Linked DNA regions of Mus musculus: region 1 is linked to region 2. Evidence: chromatin contacts called from public Hi-C data. All regions are on one chromosome and are shown on one strand. Each heading gives the region's core, a stretch centred on a gene start, on an enhancer-like site or on the middle of the called end of the contact. The rest is flanking DNA. Distances are from core to core; before and after follow the strand shown. Region 1 holds the start of Rad1 (RAD1 checkpoint DNA exonuclease). Region 2 holds the start of Nipbl (NIPBL cohesin loading factor).

Region 1 (2,700 bases), core at 144-2,643, 2.0 Mb before region 2:
CTAAAAATATTAAAAAGCCAAACACCACAAAGTTACCACCCCCTAGTAAGGGCTCTTCATCTTCATTTCTGTATCTAAATTTAACACCTATGTGAACTTGCCCTAACTCTGTCTTGTGCCTATCCCTTAAAGCTAAAGTCACTTAAGGATAGGATAATTCAGTGTCAGGCAGTGGTGGTACATGCCTTTAATCCCAGCACTTGGGAGGCAGAGGCAAGGCAGAAGCAGGCGGATCTCCAAGAACTTGAAGCCAGTCTGGTCTATAAACCAAGTTCCAGGTAACCAGGGTTACATGTTAGACTCTATCTCCGGGGGAAAATGCTCCGAGGAAAAATTACAGCCAATAAGAGGAAAAACTAAAACGTGCATGACAATAATACTGTAAAGAGTAAATAGGGTTCTCGCCCTAATTCAATCAGTTGTAAGACTACTGAAAATTAAATCTGGTGCCACTATGTCAAACGAGAAAGTGTCTATATGTGTAAAGATTAAAAGAGGAAAATGGTGAGAAGAGTCATTAATAAACTATCACTAGTAATCGTTATCTGTGTGAGACAAGATGGGGAAAGTATTTGTTGGCAGGAAAGAAAAAAAAGTAACGACATTTTGTTCACTAACTTGAGTTTTGTTGAATTAAGTCCTTCCAAATTCATTCATTAGGGAATGCTTTAAAAATGTCTTCACTCCCCCATACCTGAATAAAGGCATTTGCTTGCACACACTTTGCATTCTCCACTGTAACCTTGATTCCGTTTTTGGTAGCAAAACACGTGGCGTGTTCTCTGAAATGAATGGCTTTCAAGACAGTGGAGAGATTCCTAACGTTGTCAAGGCTGGCCACTAAGCAGTACTGTTCGTACTCCTCTTCATTGTACTGGGTTAGGAGAGGCATGGATGGTCCACGGTACCGTCGGCTCCGAGAAGAAGGATGCTCCTCTTCCGGAAGATGTGTGAAAACCTGAGACACGGAACAACAAACCTCGCTATCAGTGCGGACAGGACTGGCGACCTCAACCCGAGCCGAAATCGAGATCATTCTATTTTCATGTCTCAAAACTACGGTATTCTACACTGAATGCAGTTCACAGGGTAGCTCTAAAAGGCGCGGGTAACCGGGCTTGCTTAGCACCTCTGAGCGCCACCAACCTGGCTTGCAGGAGAACGCGACTTCGGCCCGCTCGCCGCACAGCGGCCACTAAGGGAGCCCCTGGCGCCAGGCTGTGGGTGACGTCCGACCCCTCAAAGCCCCTGCCACCCCAGCCCCAAGAACACCCTGAGCGTCCAAAAAGCTAGCAAGCCAGGCAAACAGCTCCCGCCACCGTTCAGATACGCAACCACCTAGGCCACCGTCACCACCGAGCCGCCGTGTGCCTAGAGAGTCTACCTCGAGACCGGAAGCGAGCGCCTTGGAGCCGGATGACTTAACTCACAGCCTAACGTGGGCTACCATAGAGATCGGAAGGCAGAGCGAGCGGCAGAACCGGAAGTGCAGGCAGCGACCGACGCGGCGAGGCGAGATGGCGGCGACCAAGAGAAAGCGGCGTGGAGGCTTGGAGGTTCAAGCGAAGAAGCCAAAAAGGAGCTCGAAAGATGCCGGGCAGCCAGCTAAGCAGGCCGATGTGGCCAAAGAGGCGGAGGAGGAAAATAGAGATCGTATTCCAGGTCCGGTTTGCAAGGTAAGAGGCCCGACTCCCGAAGTTGGAGTCGGCGCTCTGACCCACCTTTGGGCCACCGAAGCAGCGAAGTGACTCCAGTCAAAACTTGACAGGATCTTATGCTTAGGGTTCCCTGGAGGGACTGGACAGTGTTTATGTCTAATTTTCGTGTAGATGGCCTTCTTCCTGGAGACAGCAGTTCGTAGACCCTAAGCCAGTTAACAGGGAGTTGATTTAATGGGTGTTTAGTTCCAGGATCCTTGTCTTCCAGTTACTGACCCCCACCCCGCCTCCCCAGAGTAATGGTTTTCCTTTGTCTTTTTTTTTTTTTTTTCTCAGAGTCTTTTTGGTGTAACTATAAATTCCTTCTGTTTTGGTCCGTATCACATAGGATTACCGAAGTATGTATGTATGTATGTATGTATTTATTTATTTATTTGCCAAGCCTTTAAAGCTACAGTCCTGTGAGTCTGTGACTCTGACTTGTTTGGTTAGATCTTTTAACTCAAGGGTCCTAGACCACTAGTTTTACTGTGTCAAACAGTGCGACACACTTATACCAAGATGAGCTTCCCTGGCCTTAGCATCTAGGAAATAATGAACAAGAGTTCCTCCAGAAATATTGGAGTTTAGAAGGAAAGAAGGCTTCATAGAAAACTGTGTGTCTCTTCTAAAGGCCAGCAGGTTCTTGTTGGAGTTACTTTCAGTCACCTGGAAACTCCTTAAGGAAGGTATCTGTATGGAGGAAATCTTGCCTCAGACTTGTTAGTCCTTTGTGCTTAGTGTAGTACTCAAGTACTGAGTGAGGCAATGTGGACATTGTACCCCACTTTTAATTAACAGTTAAATCTTGTACCTTTGTCTGAAAGGATAAAAGTGACTTTTGAGGAAAATTAGCTGGTTTTCAATAAAAGTTAGTGCGCTCCCTCTTAGGAGCTGGACATGAAACATGAAGGGAACTAATCTGAATCACACTATGATATATGAATTGGAATTAATGAGACAATTACTACTATTAGGGTGGTAAGGAAACACCCTAATAGTA
Region 2 (2,700 bases), core at 121-2,620:
ATATAATATGGTTCCTCCTGAGTAAAATGTGCTTACCTACTGGCACTTTTTACCTGAAGAATTAGCCCCCTTACAATTTATACAAAAACAAACAAACAAACAAGCAAGCAAACAGAAAACTGTGTGGCGATGAAATGCCCTCCGGTTTTACAGTAAGACACTACCATCGGGTACGGTACTGTATTCGTATTCACATTTTGTACTCCAGCCTTGTCCAGAGCCTCTGAGTTTTCAACATACAGAGGAAAACGATGTTTTGAAGTGCGCCGGTGCCGGGGCTCCGGTGCCCGGCGTCAGGATGGCCTGGGCTCCACCCACACCTAGATCGCAGCGCCAGAGCGACCGGCTCCTTGCTTGCACAGCGTCGCCTACAGGCCTTATCCCGACTACCAGGGAGGCAATCAAAACCACCGCCAAAAAGGAAAAAAAAAAAAAAAAAAAAAAAAAAAAGAGGCAAGTCCAGCAGCCCTCTCGTATTTCCAGAAATTAATGCACCACCACCACCACGATCACGATTCCAACTCAGCCAGGCTGGGAGTCTTCACCTCCGAGGACTGTGTTCTTCGCAGAAAATAACCCAGACAGACATAGGATCCGGCCGCTCCCGGGACGATCCATCCATCACGGCTGCGGGAACAGCGTTTGAAAGGTCGGCATCCAACCCGCCGGCAGCGGGAGCTCGGCTTCCCCCCGGGGCCCGGGGCCGGCCAGTCAGGGAGAGCAGCGCGGCCTCGGCTGGCCGCCTTCTCCGGGATTGAGGGTGGGGGGCTATGAGGCCCGGAGCGCCTGAGAAGAGGGAGATCCCGGCCTCACGCCACCACAGCGGACCAGCGCCCGGCTGCTGTCGCCTCGAGGGGGACCAAAAGGAAAAAAAAAAAAAAAAAATCAAGCCGGTCACCCGAGCAACGGCGTAGACGCCGTCTTGCAGAAGCGACCCCACGGGCAGCATCCACGGCCGTCCGTTGCACAGGACAAGGGCACGGAGCAGAACCGCCGCTGCTGCTCCCGCTGCCTCCGCCGCTGTCGCCGCCGCCGCCGCGCCTCCGGAGCCCGCGGGAGCCGGCGCGCTGAGGCAGAGCTGCGAGCCCGAGTGGCGGCGGCGGCGGTGGCGGCGGCGGAAGTGGAGTAGGGAAGAGGGGGTGGTTGTTAGTGTTTGGCGCCGGCGGAGGGAGTCATTCCTGCAGCTGCACTTCCGGTCGGCATTTTGTTCTGAGAGGGAGAGACGGAACGAGAGAGAGAGACACACACACACATACACACACACATACACACACACACACACACATACACACACACACACACACACACTGGGCTCCTTCCCCCCCGCCCGCCCTCCCGTCCCTCCCTCCCTCCGTCGGTACCGACTCACCCGACACCAGCAAAGCCGCCAGGGAGGGACGCCCCCGCCGCCAGGAGGATTGGTTCCCGGGCCCGCGGCGATGCCCCCCCGGTAGCTCGGGGCCCCCGGCCGGGTGTTTGTGTGAGTGTTTCTATGTGGGAGAAGGAGGAGGAGGACGAAGAAGAAGCCGCGATTTGTCTTCTCGGCTGCTCTCCCCCCGGCTCTACATGTTCCCCGCACTGAGGAGACGGAAGAGGAGCCGTAGCCACCCCCCCTCCCGGCCCGGATTATAGTCTCGCTCTCTCGCTCTCTCTCTCTTGCCACCGCGGCCTCGGCCTCCGCTTCGGATTCAGACGCCGATTCGCCCAGGTAAATTCCTGCTCTTTTATTTCGGCGGCGGCGGTGGCGGCGGTGGCGCCGGCGCCAGGTCCCTCAGCGTTTCTCCTCCTCGCTCCCCTCCCCGCCGTTTCCTCAGCGGCCCCGGGTCTCTTCCACGGGGCGAGTCGAGAGAGTGAGTTCGCTCGCTCGCTCCTCTCCGGCGGCAGCCACCCTGGGTGGCGGCGGCGGCGGCGGTGGCGGCGGGGTTCGTAGCCTCTCCCGGCCGGCTTCGGTGACGGGGAACCGGGCTCCCTGCCGGGCGGCCGGGGAGGCGTAGGCCCGGCGGAGAGTGCAGGCCGCGGGCCAGCGGAATCTACTTGAGCTCGGGGATTAGGAGAGCTCCGGGCTGAGCGGAGCGACTGCTGGTCGGTGACAGGCCTCGCCCGGGAGAGGAGCCGTAGCTAGTGAGGAGGCGGAAACAATACAACTATCAGCAAATGTGCCCCGATCGTCCCCCATATTTACAACTTTCCCGGTCCGGGAGTGGGGAACGTCCCAGTGAAACAAACAACCCCCCTTCTTCCCCCTGTGACCCCATGAAGGGAGGAAGTAGTTTCAGTTAGTGAAACAAATGTAAATACTCAGACACGGCTACAGTGGTAATTCTCTGCCAAACTTGTTTGGACGTTTTGGAAAGTTAATAAAGACTGGTTTCCTTTGTAAAAGGATCAAACCGTCCACATGTATATTTAATCTAGAAAACCCTAGCGTTGTGCACACTGCACATCCCCGCCCAGGAGCTTTTATGTTGTTTGACAGAGTGTGTTGCACATGGACTTTTTATTCAAAGACCAAGTAGAAAGAACTTGACAGGTTTACTCCGACACTTTGTATTTGTATCTGTTATGTAAGGATAATTTTAAATGACTACATAAAACTCTCTGGATACTTTTTAGCCTAAACGGGTGCAAGAATACAAAGAATTCTAAGTGTTTTTGAGCGTACATGGAGATAAGGATGAAACCTATTTTCTTTCAAAGGAT

What was found. A called contact is a pair of places that touch in the nucleus more often than the background predicts.
Region 1: a Hi-C map of uterus shows a contact between it and region 2. The contact joins the promoter of Rad1 here to the promoter of Nipbl in region 2. A contact is called at or near these places in 2 of 39 promoter capture datasets (hippocampal neurons and pre-B cells), 6 of 484 Hi-C or Micro-C datasets (B cells, CD4 T cells, CD8 T cells and 3 more), 5 of 115 datasets of contacts at active chromatin or transcription factors (astrocytes, craniofacial prominence, differentiating embryonic stem cells and 2 more) and 1 of 9 other capture datasets (adipose tissue).

What each region holds. Positions count from the first base shown.
Region 1 is chr15:10,484,711-10,487,410 of GRCm38.p6, reverse strand. Rad1 (RAD1 checkpoint DNA exonuclease) reads right to left here and starts at 1,393. Exons shown (of 6, transcript NM_011232.3): 1 at 1,147-1,393; 2 at 695-958. The coding sequence starts at 892. Brix1 (BRX1, biogenesis of ribosomes) reads left to right here and starts at 1,474. Exons shown (of 10, transcript NM_026396.3): 1 at 1,474-1,676. The coding sequence starts at 1,518.
Region 2 is chr15:8,443,133-8,445,832 of GRCm38.p6, reverse strand. It overlaps Nipbl (NIPBL cohesin loading factor), which reads left to right and starts at 1,370. Exons shown (of 47, transcript NM_027707.3): 1 at 1,370-1,708. LOC102634078 reads right to left here. Exons shown (of 3, transcript XM_017316813.1): 2 at 1,869-2,118; 3 at 1-1,770. The coding sequence ends at 542.